Linked DNA regions of Mus musculus: all the other regions are linked to region 1. The links are chromatin contacts, called in public Hi-C, HiCAR-type and HiChIP or PLAC-seq maps. All regions are on one chromosome and are shown on one strand. Each heading gives the region's core, a stretch centred on a gene start, on an enhancer-like site or on the middle of the called end of the contact. The rest is flanking DNA. Distances are from core to core; before and after follow the strand shown.

Region 1 (2,800 bases), core at 133-2,632:
AGACAAGCAATATACATTCTACCATGCCATGACAATCCTTCTGCAAAAATATAAAAACAGAATTTCAGTGCCCAGCGTTGTGGCACATATCTGTAATCCTAGTACTCAGGGAGGCAAAGGCTGCAGAAGCACAAGAATCTGAGTTCCAGGTCAACCTGGTCGACCACAGTGAGCTCCAGGACTACACAGAGATACCTGTTTGGTTTCAGACCCGGGACCAGGGAATGAGATGCATATTTTAAATACCAAAGCAGGACCTGGCTTCCAGGTTCTCCCAGCATCCCTCAGTCCCTATCTGGATATCCTGCCTGGAACCTTGAACTTTCCAGCCCAAGGGCTGGGCTGCCCTTCCCCCAGAGGTTTCTCCCTATATAAACCAGACGTTTTGGTCTCTCTTCCTGTTTTCCACTTCTTTCTCTGCGTGCACTCAACCCCTTCTCTCTTTCCTACCCCCCCCCCCCCCCCCCGCTTCCCCATGGAGATTTCCCTGGCCTTCGTCCTTGGGGCTAGTGAACTCGCCCATCTAAGATCAGCTTCCCAATAAACCTGCATTTAATATACTCTAATCTGGCTTAAACTGGCTAATTTCACTGACGGCAAAGAAATAAGCTATCAATACTCTGTCTACAGAAATATATCAAAAAAAAAAAATAAAGTAAAATTTCAATGGCAAAATAATCACTCATATTTCCTTCATCCTCCTTACCTTTTGTTAATCCTAGTAAATCTATGAAAAGTATGAAAAAAAAACTTCTTGGAGAGTGAAAACCATGTTAAATTGTTTCGGTGACTTTTATGGCTACTTTACACTATTGTAAATTATACTTATAATAAATTCCATAAAGTTCTGCTACAAGGCTAACATAACTATAGACCACCACCTTGACACGTCCCTTTGGATTCCAAACTATCCTTATAACCACCGCACAAACAATAATAATTTATAATTTACATAATCACAGAGACATACATTCCGTTAAAACATGAATACCATGCCATTGGAGATGTAGGGGGAGAGGGGCGGCCCATCTCGACACGGGAACAAAATTCAAAGAACAGCCAAGTAGATGAGACAAAACGCTAGGGAAGAAATGGGTTCCTGGCCTTAAACAGTAATACTGAAGGAGCTGAGAATTAGACTTGGGATCCTGCCTACCACCTCCGTCTTACCGGATTAGCAAGGCCCACAAAGCCTGAGGAGACAGCAAGCCTAACGCCGCCGAGACTAGGGAGAAGGGCTCTACCTGCGCCCGCTAGCACACAGTTCTCTAAACCGAGGGAGAGCCGCTGTCTTACACACCTGATTCGCCACAATTCCGGTTCTCAGGCCCCCGCCACTCCCACTGCGGCTCGACGATTCTAGGCTCCCTCAGTTCATTGGCGTCGCGGCGCAATGACGTCACCAACGTCATCACTCCCTCCAGGGCGCCGACTCTGCGCTCTGTCGCGCACGCGCACTATGCCCTCATGCCTTGCGCGAGGCGGCGGCTGTGCACCGCCATCTTTGCCGGTGGCGGTAAGAACACGCTGTGTGCTAAGACCTGACGGCTAGCGCTGCTTTGGCTACTGCACGCCCCGCTGTAAGGGGCCCGCTGTCTCCAGGTACGAGAATTCGCGGGAGAGGTTTGGTGTTAGGCGGCCGGCTGCCACCTTGGGAAGACTCTTAGGGACACAGTCGGAACGCCTGTAAGTTAGGCCTCAGTAGCGGAGACCGTAGCGCGTGGCAACCGGCTCCAGCTGCACATCTGGGACGCCGGAGCGTTCCGCGCGCGTCCGTTCGGCCATCCCGGCCTCAGGGCGTCTGTATTCCAGACACGGCCCGCTGCCACGAGAACGGTCGCAGATGCCATAGCCTCTGCTCGCCACCCTCCACTGCCCCTTCCCCCCACCCCCGCTCCCACCCTCAAGCTAACCCTTCTGTGGAGGACGCTCCGCACCCAGCAGATCCCCCAAGCTTCCCCTCACAGTCAGACGGCTATGTTGGCATTTGGTTGTAAGAAGTAATCCTTTTTTTTTTTTTTTAATAATTGTGGACTGACTCATAGCATCTTGCCGCCATGAAGTCCAGTGCTCCTAGTCCAGTCCCAGACTTTATGGAAATGATAGGCAAACGTTCTATCTTTCTCATAGAGCGACGTGTTCTCAGTTGGGACTGCGGTTAGTAGACCAAGTGAGTTTCCGAGTTGAGTGCCTGTCTTTAGGACTTCCGAGAAGCACTTTGTAGCACCCTGTCCTCTTCCCATTAGTGACTTAATCTCTTGTTTATTACCTCTTCGGCTTCTTGACATCAGGGATGCTGTCTTCAAAATGCCTTTAAATATCCTTTCTAGGCTTAATACATTGTAGGTATTTAGTATGTGTTGCAAATAAATGATGGTCAAAGGTGAATTTCTGAACCTCAAGAGCTACATAAGTATTTTCTCTATTTTGATGGTAAAAATGGTAACTAAGGAATAGCTGTCAAAAAGCTTTTATTGCTTTGCCCTTTCTTCCAAGGGACTACAAACTACGGAGTTAGAGTAACATTTGTATTGTAGCCTATGGTCCTGTATGCTGAAAGTAGTCACCCTGTGTCTGTCAGTTGATAATGTATTCACTATAATCAAAAAGCTTAAATATTTTTGAACCAAAATGTATTTAAGGTTTTATCTTTTCATAGCACTGCTTAGCTCACCTCTATAAATGAAACAACAAAGACAAAAATATGTTTCAGAAAAACATTCTAAGTGTTTTCAGATCTTTTTGTATTCCTAAAAGTTTTTCCTGTAATAATTCCTCTTCAGGTGTCTTTCTATTGGAA
Region 2 (2,800 bases), core at 212-2,711, 950 kb before region 1:
ACAAGGCAAGGGTGAGCTTTAAGTTCTCTGGTGGTCCAAGTCTGAGTCAGGAGAATGAACTTTCTGGAAGGCACAGGAACTGTCTGAATTGTGCAGTCCTTGCCCTGGATACACAGTGTTATTGTGCCTTTCCACCCCTACCATCTCCTGGGGAAAACCAATTGGTAACAAGCGCTATGAATGCCAGGAGTGGGTGAGCTTGATGTTTGACAAATTAGGTCCCTGTGGTTCTGTGACCATGTGGCATTGCAGGTCACAGAGCTAGTAAACAAAAGCTATGCAAAGCCTATCATGGTGCTTGCTCTTTTCTACCACCTCTTACCGCTCTTACTGCCTCTGCAGAGAATGCACAATTTGTCATTTTCACTGTGCGGGGGAGGGGAGGGGCAGAGCCTTGAAACCGCATGCTTCATGTTGTTGACAGTGCTCCCCTGGGTCGTGGCTTATCTGCTATTTTTACTGTGGTAGCACCCTCACAACATGCAACTGGCTGCAGGAAGATCTCTCTTTTTTGTTATGGAGCTGATTGCAGGTTTCATGTTGATGCACATAGCCAAGTTACTGGTGATAAATAGGGCCCCAGTAAGTACCTTTGTGGTAGCTGAATGCCTCCTCCTGGAAAAACTATCTTGCATGTGGATGAAACTGTAGCATGGACACCTCTAATAGTGTAACCTATGCATCACTCATGCATACATTTCTCCTACTGATTTGCTGCAGAATAGGTAGTGGGTTCAATTTTCTAGTAACAGCATTGTATGAAGTCAAGTTTTATTCTAGTTGGCAACAGAGCAGTCAGTACCTGTGGCGGAACTTTTGGAGTTTTAGTTTCTAAAATGTGCTGTGTGATTTTTCAAGTTTGTGGGTCGTGTTCTAGAGAGACCTTTTGAAGATTTAATTCATGTGTGGATGCATGCCTCTGTAGGTGTGTGTACACGAGTGCAGATTCTTGTGGAGGCCAGAAGAGGGGATTGGATCTCTTGGAATTACAGGTGGATTCTGGAACTGAACTCCAGTCCTCCGCTGTTGTTGACTGCTGAGCCATCTCTCCAGCACTTAGTTAGAGAAATATTTTAAAAACAATTAAAATAATGCGTTTCATGTCACACGCGCATGTATGTGTGTGTATCCTTTTTTCCATATTTTATAAACTGATCATGCCATCCTGATCATACAGGCTTATAATGATTGTCATTGGAAAAATGAGAGTATTTATGATGAATATTTACTGAATAGCTACCCTACATTGTACACCTTAGGAAAGTCAACTTTCTTATAGAATAAAGACTTCTACTTATTTCTGAGTGTCCAGCACATGAGATGGTCACCAGTGAGCATGTGTTGGGGTCAGCAGCTGAGGGCTTTGAAATCGTGGTTGTAAAAATCCAGAATTGACTGACTATCGTGGTAGAGAACACATGGCAGCAGGCAGAGAAGGCACAGAGGTGGATCACAGGGATGCCACATTCAGGAAGCAGAGGGCAAGCAGGAAGTGGGTCTGGGCTATATTTATTGAGATGGGTTTTCCATCTCATTTCTGTTTATTTGGTGTGCATAAAGACTAAAATAAAACAAAACACCTTACAGCAAATGAAGTACTCATTCAAATGGGTTCCTTCCTGCTTCAGGGAAAAGAATAACAGCCAGGATATATTATGAACAGTAAAGAAAGAAGCTGGCTAATGAAACAGAATCTAAGGATAAGTACCCTGCAGTTGAAGTGGACCCTGTGGGTTAAGCTAACATCTGTGTCCATCTATTCTTAACACTGACACGTTGAACTTGAAGTAGAAAGCTGTATAAACTCTGGAGTCCAGTTCATAACAGGGCTTAAACCCTGGACTTTGGGCACTGAAATACAAATAGCTCAGAAACAATTGTTCAGGGCCAATTTCCAAGTTAGTTTCCTATTGCCATGTAAGAATGCTACAGCCTAAGTACATTAAAAACAATAACATATATACATTCTTAGTTGCAGTGGGTCATTAAAAATGAGAGTATATATACATTTTCTCCTCGATTCAGTGGGTCAGGTGTGTGGCTGTGCTAGGACCTTGGATCAGGCTCCAAAGGACTAATACCAAGGAGCTAGGTGGTCTCCTCTCTTAACTGAGAGGAGAAGATGCTTCAGATACACTTGGATTGTCGGCAGAGGCTGATACCCAGTCTGCAACTGAAGCTCCTAGCAGCTTCCCACACGACAGTGGCTTTAGGCTACAATGAGCTTCAGTAAGGTTCCTGCACTCTCCACACTCTGAAGATCTAGTGGAAACTTCACAACATGATCATTTGCTTCTTCAAGGCTTTAGTACCCATTAGCAGGATGGAGCCCACCTGCCCCCTCACCCCCACCACGCACACACAGGTGTGTGGAAACCTAATCACAGTAGGGCATGCTAGTGCCCTTGATGTATTCTGGTTACTTGAAGTGTGTTAGTTCCTCCCCTATAGCTCTGATAACACTACAACCAAGGCAGCTTATGGAAGGATGGTTGCATTTGGTTTGCAGTTGCAGAGGGATTAGAGCCCATTATGGCAAGAGGAGTGGCAACAGGCAGCAGACATAGTGGGTGGGTAGAGCAGAAGCCGGGAGTTCACAATTTCCTTTCAAAAAGCTGATTTAAAGGAAATTAAAAAATTAAAAAAAATGTGTGTGTGTGTGTGTGTGCGTACATACATGTGCTGCAGAGGTCAGAGGTCTTGGACCCTCTACCACAAGAGCTGAACTTACAGACAGCTGTAAACTGTCTAATATGGAAGATGGGAATCAAACTATATGCTCTGGGAGACCACGCTCTGG
Region 3 (2,800 bases), core at 167-2,666, 780 kb before region 1:
TTTTAATTAGGTATTTTCCTCGTTTACATTTTCAATGCTATCCCAAAGGTCCCCCATACCCACCCCCCCAATCCCCTACCCACCCACTCCCCCTTTTTGGCCCTGGCGTTCCCCTGTACTGGGGCATATAAAGTTTGCAAGTCCAATGGGCCTCTCTTTGCAGTGATGGCCGACTAGGCCATCTTTTGATACATATGCAGCTAAAGACAAGAGCTCCCGGGTACTGGTTAGTTCATATTGTTGTTCCACCTATAGGGTTGCAGTTCCCTTTAGCTCCTTGGGTAATTTCTCTAGCTCCTCCACTGGGGGCCGTGTGACCCATCCAATAGCTGACTGTGATCATCCACTTCTGTGTTTACTAGGCCCCACATTGTGCCCGTGTTCCTAACGCTTGCCTCATACCCTCTGCCAGGGAGACTGAATCTCACCCAGTGTCCTACAGAGAGCTCAGCACTTCTCTGCTGTCCACCCTGACTCAGGCCGTAGCTGTGCCATGGATGAAATATGCTCCCCCCCCCCTCGCCTGGGCTATGTGTTTCTAACACAGAGTCACTCACTGTGTTTGAGAGAACATGGCTTAAAATATCCTCAGGAGGCCAAAAGTAAGGCTACTTTAAAATATTTTATTTTATATTATATTATATTTATTTTATTTTATATTATATTTATTTTATTATATCAATTTATCTTAATAATTTTTAAAATTTAAATTTCGATTAAAATTTTAAAAATATTAAATTAAAATTTTAATTATTTTAATAAATTAAATTATTTTAATAAATTAAATTAAATTATATTAATTTATTTTAAAAACATATTACTTTGGATTCAGCCCAGCCATAGAGCAATTAGAAAGGTTTTTGTGGTTATTGTTGTTTTTGTTGTTGTTTTCTTAGTAACAGTAGTAACAGTTCCACAAAGAGAAACCCCTCAGTTTCATGCTGACAGCTTGTCTCCTCTCAGCAGGAGAAACTGGTTATACTAGTTTTGAAAAAGAAAGGGCATAAGTCTACCCTAACCTTCACCAGTTAACCTTAGCTTAGAAATAAGTCTCTTCATAGCCCCAAGCGAAGTAACATGGTTATTTATGTAACGATATTACTTACACTTGATACAAGTTTACTGCTATCTAGGGTTAGAATCAAAGGCATTTCTTAGACTGGGGAACTGCTATTCAGGCACAAATGGTTGTGGGCTGCAGTGTGCCACTCCTGTCCCTAGCTGAATCCTATTTAAACACACCCTCCAGACTGAAACTGAATGTACTACTCAGTCATTGGTTCAGTTAAGTAAGAAAACCAGCATTGGGGCAATTCATAGTTTAAATAAGTCATCGAGAATAAAATATCATCAAGCTGAAAATATTCACTCACCTGATGTTGTCACAGCAGCTGTGCTCTCGGTCATACTGGGAGTGTCTGTCAGCCTTAGGAAGGCCTTGCCTACCTCCTGGTATCTCTCAGGCCCACCTTCCCGGGGCCTCTATCCGTTGACACACATTGGCTAGCATTTAAATGATGCAACATTATTTAGTGTCTGTTAATAAAGATAACTAGAGGTCTGCATAACTGCGAGGACCAGAGTGGAATTAAAATCTTTGTTCCAAAGAATTGCCTGCTGTGTTAAATTTACTTCATGTAAACGAAGTGAGCACCACAAGGCAGCACCAAGGACCACTCAACTGGACATAGAGACTGCAGAGGTCAGGGCAGGCGCTGGACTTGGAGAGTAGGAGTGTTTCTAATGCGGGGGTCCCTATGATCCCTTAAGAAAGTGGCTTCTTGTGTACGAACTGCATGCATTGAAAACTTTACACAATGTTTGCGAACTCTGAGGTTTGAAAGGCTGTCAAGCTCGTGACAGCTCAAAGAGTAATGAAAGAAACGTGAGTCGGGAGAAATCTTCCAGGAAAGTGGAATTCGAACTGAACTGCAGTGTCCGTGTGGCTATAAAAGCAGTTACGTGCTTTACAATGCTTTAAAATGCTCTGTTGCTCAGTGACCGTGAGGCAATCCCCAAATAACAAAAGTAAACGCTAGAAAACAAGACCAGGCAAACCCCAGTCACCCTGAAAGCATAAAGGGAGTGTGTGTAGCGCTGAGCAGAAGCAGGAAGCCCGACCACAGCGGAGACAAACTCCAGGCAGATACCGGCTTGGGCTCAGGACATAGGAGAAGAGTAGCTTTGATTCGAAAGTCTTTGGAAATCAGCCCTTATTAAGCTGCGGAGCGGGAGCTGACCACCAGCTAATAGAGAATTGCGGTTCTTTCTGGTGTCCTTGATGCGTCCTCCCCTCCCCCCCCGCCCCCGAATTTAAAGAAATGCAAAAGCTGGTGGCTTCTCAGGTTGAAAATTCGAGTGTGTGGAAATGGAGACACGTGGCGACCTCTAGTGGCTGTTCTGCATAATAGAAACGAAATGTGGAAACAAAACAAAACAAGAAAACACAACTGGAGAAAACATCAAGTCTTTCCCTTCCTCTTCGTTGTCCAGGAGTATCATCAGGTCGTATCTATGACTTACATCCCACAAATGTGTCAGGCAAGCACAACTGTGTTTTGAGAATTTTGAGCCAGCGTCTGAAGATTAAACAATTGTGTTTGAGACATGCAATCTGACAGAGATCTCATCAGGTTGGTTCTGTATGTGCTTGGCTACTTTTCTCTAAGTAGTATTGGGCCAGTCACTGCAGCGCCATGCAGAAACACAAGCTACGATGTTGGAGAGGAGGAAAATAGTTTGGATCCTTGAGCTCTGTCCGACGTCTATCGTCCTTGTTTTAGCCGTTCATTTCTGCCTA
Region 4 (2,800 bases), core at 193-2,692, 760 kb before region 1:
GCCTCCATGGGTATCTAGAGAAACATGCACCTACCCTTCCTCCATAATTTACAAAGAAAAGGCAAAATAAAAATAAAAACCTTAATTATTATAGGAAAAGGACAATATAGATAACAGGTATTGTTTGTCTATTATTTTTAAGATAATTTTTAATTTATGTTCTTCCTTTATTGTATGAGTATTCTGTCTACATGTACATCTGCATACCCGAAGAGGGCATCAGATTCCTTTATAGATGGTTGTGAGCCACCGTGTGATTGCTGAGAATTGAACTCAGTACCCTGGAAGAGCAGCCAGTGCTCTCAACCACTGAGCCCTCTTATTAGCTACCATTTATCTATATTATTAATATTAATTAATTAATAATATTAACAATAATGGTTTGTTTCTTTTTTCTGTGTAGATTTTGACATATTATAGGAATTATATAGTGGGCTGCAGAGATGGCTCAGCAATTAAGAGCATTTGCTGCCCTTCCAGAAGACCAGTTTCCAGACCTGTTTGGAGGTCTAGTAGTGAGGTGTCAGTAACTCTAGTTGCAAGGGATTTGATGTCCTCATCTGACTTCTCTGCATACTCTTACATGACATATGCACATAAAGATACACACACATAAATAAAAGAAATAAAAAATAAATATTTAAAAAAGAATTTTATAACTAGCACAAATTTGCTCATTACATTCTTTGTAAATGTTAAAGGATACCAGAACAATTATTGACCAGTCAATATTAATTAGTCTTACATTCAGTATGAACATGTACAATCCAAACCAAAGGGTGACACAATCCAGTAACTCCATCTGATTAGGTAAAATCAGAATGCCGAGATTTGAAAGGATCCACACGCCTCAGAGCACAGGTATTGTCTATGGATTCAAAGACAATAACTAGGCTTCTGGTTGGTGACTGTGAAACTAATTTTATTTCCACCTTCTAGAAAGGTACTTTGTGCCTACACGTGGTGGCGTCTCAGGTAAGTTTCTAACTTCAAACTCTATTGATTTTCTGCAGATACTTATTAGATGCTTAATAGTGACTGAAAGCATAATGCTTTCTTATTCAACTGCACCACAGTCCAAGATTCACAAGAAATTTCAAGGTGTTTTGGAAAGAAAAGTTGCTGCAAATGTTTATATTTCACTTGCTCCATGAAATCCAGACACTGCCACAGTACACCAGAGCTTGCCATTTGGAGACATGAGAAGCAATACAGCAGTTTTCTGCAGCATTAACAACTTCAATTGCTCACTCCATGGATGGGGCCATATCTGTGATTCTGCGCATTTAACCCTGAGCAGCGTCTGTTGACACCCAACAGAGGTCGATCCTGGTATTTTATTATTTACTGGTATTTCCTTCTGCAGGATGTCCGCTCTGCTTGTCTTCCCGCATGAGAGAGTGCAGATGTTCCTGAAAGCTTCTTTGCGTGGTGGATTGACTTGAAGCAAGATGCTGAAAGAGAAGGGGCGGAGCTTAAGGGGAGCTGTCAGGGCCAGCCAAGGGGAGGCAGCAGACTAGGGCTTTGCAGCTACTGAAAATGAGCTGTTCTCCAGGAAACAGATTCAGATTCTTTTGTTTCTGCTGAATCAGAGAATAAAATGTTCTGCTGCTCTTTTAAAGTTTAGAGATCCAAATGATACCATGACAAGGATGCTCTTGGATAATCTGTTTCCTTGAAATGTCACTAAGATGTTCCTTGGAGTCTGTGGTACAGACCTGGATGCAGGAAAGATCCAAAGATCATGGAAGATGTTATGTGATTTCTAAGAAGGATGGATGAGCTAGTATGAAGCCCAAAAAGTTCTAGACATCTCTACCAGCATATCACTCACACAATAAGACCACTGCATCCTGTGAAGGGATTTACAAGGCCACTTGTGATATAGACACCAATGATATGTTTAACAACCTATGGCATATTGTGTGCTTGAGCAGGTGGGTTTCGAGGTAGATGGAAAAATCACCAAAGTCTGCCCCAGGCAAGGAAAGAGCTTTGAGGATATTGCTCTTAAGATGCTATGTTGAGAAGATACATCTAGCTCATTCATGCACTATGGTTATAAACATGTTCCATGAGGGGCTACTCTCAGTCATATATAAAGGAATACACAGGAGGAAGTCAGACACTAGGGCATGGGCTAAGTCAAGATTCAAAAGCATAGTTGGACTTTTGGACAGACGCTTGCACCAAAGCAGACCATGGAATGCAGAAACATCTCAGTCACATTCAAACCACAAATTAGGCAGATAGTCCATGAAGATTAGTCTGAGAAGTGAAAAGAAGTCCCCCAACTTCATTTCCTCCACACTGGCACAGATGGTGACTACTACATCAGAGCTTACATGAAATGAATGAGTAATAGCAAGTCAGAATAAGGCAGAGAGATGCTAAGTTACAGGTTCATCTTTCAAACTTTCACAGCCAAGAACTACCAATCAAATCCTTAATACTCGAACACAGCATCCAAGGTGGGCTGAGTCAGACAAGCCCTGGCTTGCTATAATCTTCTTTTAGAAAGCCTGACTGTTTTTATTGTCTCATCACCGTCCTCACTGGGAAGTAGGGCTTTCTGAGATGGTCAAAGATAAGTCCATGAAAAAGATAAGACATGAAAGTTGTCTATCTAGAAGAAGAATGGAAAGAGAGAAAAATAAATTCCTTCCATTTACATTTTCATTCCCAGGACCACATGTGGAGGGAGTGATGATAATATTTAATTAATATTTACAATACAAGAATTAGTAACTTGAATGCATTATCTTATATAAACCTTATAGTAACCCAATAAGGTTGATGT
Region 5 (2,800 bases), core at 109-2,608, 600 kb before region 1:
AGAAGAGGGTAGACAGCGGGTGGAGAGGGAAGAAGGGAGTACCCCTGATGGTTTTATTTTTGAATCTACCTGCAGAATGAGTCAGAAAAGTGGTTTTCCTGACCTGCCTATCTTCTCAGGCCTGAGGGGGGGAAAGGTCAAGTACTCTCTCTTGATGACTTTGTTAATCTCTAGAGACTCAATGGCTATTCACCCGGATCAGCCCTGGGTTACTATTTACATGTCTCAGTTGGGAAAAATGAAGGCCTGCCTTGCAGAATAACTGCTTAGGAGCACAGAAGCAAATCTCACACATAGGACCAAGCTGAAGGCTTTAAAGGAGACAGATACAACTCAGACTTGAAGCCCAGCACAGTGATGAGACTTGTTAGAAGAAAGGGTGGTTTGCCAAGATGGCAAGAAAATATTGTGTGTATGTATATGCCCACGCACAAGTTCGTGTGTGTCTACATGTGTGTGTAGGTATATGTATATATGTGTTTACAGAAGGCACAGGACTTTATGAAATGCCTTCCTCAGCCTGTCTCCTTCTTTCATGAGACAGGTCTCACAAGGTCTCTCACTGCACCCAGAACTTGAGCATTGTCTAGATTGGCTGGCCAGGAAACCCCAGGGATTCTCTGTTTCTCTCTTCTATGTGCTGCTCTCACAGATGCACGCCTCCACATCAGCCCTTTTAACATGGATGTTGGGGTTTAGAACTCAGGTCTCAGTCCGTGCATGACAAGTACTTTACTGACTGAACCATCTCCCTATTCCCCTCTACCCCAAGAAAATGTTTCTGCAAAGAAATATTTAGAACAGAAACTGAACATGAAGGCTCTCGGTGTGTTTGGGAAGGTGAGAAGGTGTCCCAACCCCCACAATTGACAAATCCCGGCTGGCACAAGGATCATTTCTGGTGATTTTCATTTGATTTAAGCTGCATTACTCGGACAACCGAGTAATGTAGCTTATTTGTTTGTTTGTTTTAATGCATATGAGATCTGCAAGCCAGTGCCTTGCTGGGTGCTCTCTCTGGATCTTGAGGTCTAAACTGTCTTGGATGGAGGAACATTCAGAGAGAGTTAGCTGCATTTTGGACCCAGGATCCTGAGCTACAGACATCAAAGTGAGCGGCTTCTCCGTTCTGCACCAGCAGACGTGCTGGAGGTTGAACGGCAGGTATTACAGCCCGGTAATGATCATTCATCTTAGTCACAATCGCAAAGAGCTTTCCATGCCTCCCTCCCTCCTCGTGCCTCCCTTGCCTCCTCCGTTCAACCCCTTCCCTCACAATCCACACGAAGCAAAATGTGCTCATTCCTTTGCCCCAGTAATGCCAGCAATGATGCTGTTGGGGGCGGGGCAGGGTTCTCGGATCAAAGAAGCCTCTCGAGCAGTGCCCTGTGTGGGAAAGGAGCCTCACTCCCCAGCCTGCCTCTCTTACTTTCTCTCTCCACACCAGGCATTCTTTTATCGGTTCAAATTAACATTAAAGAACAATAACCAAGTGATTCAGGACTGCAACCCGACAAACAAACAAACCAAAACCTGGGATCCTTCCACAATAAAACTCCATAGAATGCAAGAAACTGGCACATTTTAAAATGACTCTTTATTAACAGAGGAAAAGAAAAAAAAATCATATGAGGTAAATCCTTCACCAAGCAACTCACCAGGGAGCCTGGTAAAAATAAATTGCACAGCCTTAATTTTTCTAGCAGCTTCCATGCTAATTCTTTGAAACTGAGTACGAAGCCCTTGGCCTAATCCCAAGAGCCGCGCTATAGTAAATAGTGCACATTTAATGCCGAGGTTCCTTTTAGCACCATTCAGACAGTGACTTCAGCTGCACAGCTTAGTCATAGCAGACATTTTTGTGGTGAAAGCATTAAACCCACATGCAGCTCTTTTTCTGTGGTCACTGGGGGTCATGCTCCTTCCCCATTAGCTGAATAAATCATAAAGTCGGCTTGGACCACCCAAGGAGCACGGCCAGCATGCCGCAGGCAGTGCCTACAGCTTGCTATTTCTTTTCAGAATCTACAGGGGGAAAAAAAAGAAGCAGAAAAAGAAAAACAAGGTGGAAAACACACACACACACACACACACACACACACACACACACACACACACAGACTGGCCATAGGAAAACATTTTCTTTTAAATTGCAATATCTTTGCAAATAATTTTTTTTCTTGTATAGTTTTTTTTAAATCTATGTTGTTAAAAACAAAAGAAGCTTAAGAAGAAAGTTAGTTGAAAAACTAAAGCCACACGCATGCCTCCTGTCATAAACTACAGTTGGACGGATTTTATTGTTGTTGTTTTCTGTTGATTTTAAATTAAGGGAGCCCACCCTGTGTGGCCGGCCTCTGATAAGACACATAGCAGATGCAACGGGGGAGCTGTGCATCCGGCAAACTGACAAGGCCAAAGGGATTTAACAAGGAAGCCACCGTGTTGTCTAATGTCCCCTGTGTCAAGTGATTCACTCCTTCAGGGGTGGGGGCGGTGGACTGGGAGGAAGGTCTTGCAGGCCCCATTCCCATCCGTCAGTAAATAAGATAAGAAACAGGAATTTTAAACACAACTATTAGCAGGCAACTGCTATCACTTCAACAAACCACAGCTCCTTAGGCTGAGCAGTTTCTTCAAGGGGACAAGAGGGGGGCCAGAGGAAGACATCGATGCTTTTATCGAGCGCATGAGCATTTAAAAAAGTGCACTGACTCAGAATTCTGACCAGCATTGTCTGCTGTAATTCTCTCCTCAACCTCCGGGCTATCACTTCCCTAACACCAAGGGAAATTGGGCA

Evidence for each region. Hi-C and Micro-C count contacts between places; a contact is called where the count stands out from the background. HiCAR-type assays count read pairs that join an accessible place to other places. HiChIP or PLAC-seq counts read pairs in DNA pulled down with a chosen protein or histone mark.
Region 2: a contact with region 1 is called in an H3K4me3 HiChIP or PLAC-seq map of pro-B cells, with 7 times the contacts expected there. The contact joins the enhancer-like site here to the promoter of Anapc10 in region 1. A contact is called at or near these places in 8 of 115 datasets of contacts at active chromatin or transcription factors (the 230-238 cell line, acute myeloid leukemia, bone marrow-derived macrophages and 5 more).
Region 3: a HiCAR-type map of astrocytes shows a contact between it and region 1, with 13 times the contacts expected there. The contact joins the promoter of Gypa here to the promoter of Anapc10 in region 1. A contact is called at or near these places in 11 of 39 promoter capture datasets (the HPC-7 cell line, HPC-7-derived erythroid cells, Sertoli cells and 7 more), 1 of 15 datasets of contacts at CTCF or cohesin (large pre-B cells), 19 of 484 Hi-C or Micro-C datasets (the HPC-7 cell line, Th2 cells, astrocytes and 13 more), 33 of 115 datasets of contacts at active chromatin or transcription factors (the 230-238 cell line, DN3 thymocytes, the SCID.adh cell line and 22 more) and 5 of 9 other capture datasets (adipose tissue, embryonic stem cells, liver and 2 more).
Region 4: an H3K4me3 HiChIP or PLAC-seq map of embryonic hindbrain shows a contact between it and region 1, with 10 times the contacts expected there. The contact joins the enhancer-like site here to the promoter of Anapc10 in region 1. A contact is called at or near these places in 9 of 39 promoter capture datasets (the HPC-7 cell line, HPC-7-derived erythroid cells, cancer-associated fibroblasts and 5 more), 1 of 15 datasets of contacts at CTCF or cohesin (large pre-B cells), 20 of 484 Hi-C or Micro-C datasets (the HPC-7 cell line, Th2 cells, astrocytes and 13 more), 31 of 115 datasets of contacts at active chromatin or transcription factors (the 230-238 cell line, DN3 thymocytes, the SCID.adh cell line and 21 more) and 3 of 9 other capture datasets (adipose tissue, embryonic stem cells and liver).
Region 5: a Hi-C map of bone marrow-derived macrophages shows a contact between it and region 1, with 4 times the contacts expected there. The contact joins the enhancer-like site here to the promoter of Anapc10 in region 1. A contact is called at or near these places in 1 of 484 Hi-C or Micro-C datasets (bone marrow-derived macrophages), 5 of 115 datasets of contacts at active chromatin or transcription factors (bone marrow-derived macrophages, craniofacial prominence, embryonic stem cells and 1 more) and 1 of 9 other capture datasets (adipose tissue).

What each region holds. Positions count from the first base shown.
Region 1 is chr8:79,710,345-79,713,144 of GRCm38.p6, reverse strand. It overlaps Anapc10 (anaphase promoting complex subunit 10), which reads right to left and starts at 1,382. Exons shown (of 5, transcript NM_001357234.1): 1 at 1,301-1,382. It overlaps Abce1 (ATP-binding cassette, sub-family E (OABP), member 1), which reads left to right and starts at 1,405. Exons shown (of 18, transcript NM_015751.2): 1 at 1,405-1,602.
Region 2 is chr8:80,655,427-80,658,226 of GRCm38.p6, reverse strand. All of the region lies in intron 2 of Frem3 (Fras1 related extracellular matrix protein 3), which reads right to left. Among named protein-coding and RNA genes, the nearest start is that of Frem3, 46 kb to the right of the region's middle. Within about 2 kb of position 1,461, at least 2 of the 459 cell types and tissues checked have an H3K27ac peak or open chromatin away from gene starts, as enhancers often do. A contact at or near this core is called in pro-B cells, where this site is marked.
Region 3 is chr8:80,492,661-80,495,460 of GRCm38.p6, reverse strand. Gypa (glycophorin A) reads right to left here and starts at 1,416. Exons shown (of 8, transcript NM_010369.3): 1 at 1,374-1,416. The coding sequence starts at 1,407. RefSeq lists a cis regulatory region at 1,512-1,694.
Region 4 is chr8:80,473,838-80,476,637 of GRCm38.p6, reverse strand. No RefSeq gene overlaps it. Among named protein-coding and RNA genes, the nearest start is that of Gypa, 19 kb to the left of the region's middle. Within about 2 kb of position 1,442, at least 8 of the 459 cell types and tissues checked have an H3K27ac peak or open chromatin away from gene starts, as enhancers often do. A contact at or near this core is called in long-term hematopoietic stem cells and pro-B cells, where this site is marked.
Region 5 is chr8:80,314,064-80,316,863 of GRCm38.p6, reverse strand. All of the region lies in intron 3 of Gm30605 (predicted gene, 30605), which reads left to right. Among named protein-coding and RNA genes, the nearest start is that of Gm39208, 31 kb to the right of the region's middle. RefSeq lists an enhancer at 1,413-2,519. Within about 2 kb of position 1,358, at least 145 of the 459 cell types and tissues checked have an H3K27ac peak or open chromatin away from gene starts, as enhancers often do. A contact at or near this core is called in adipose tissue, bone marrow-derived macrophages and craniofacial prominence, where this site is marked.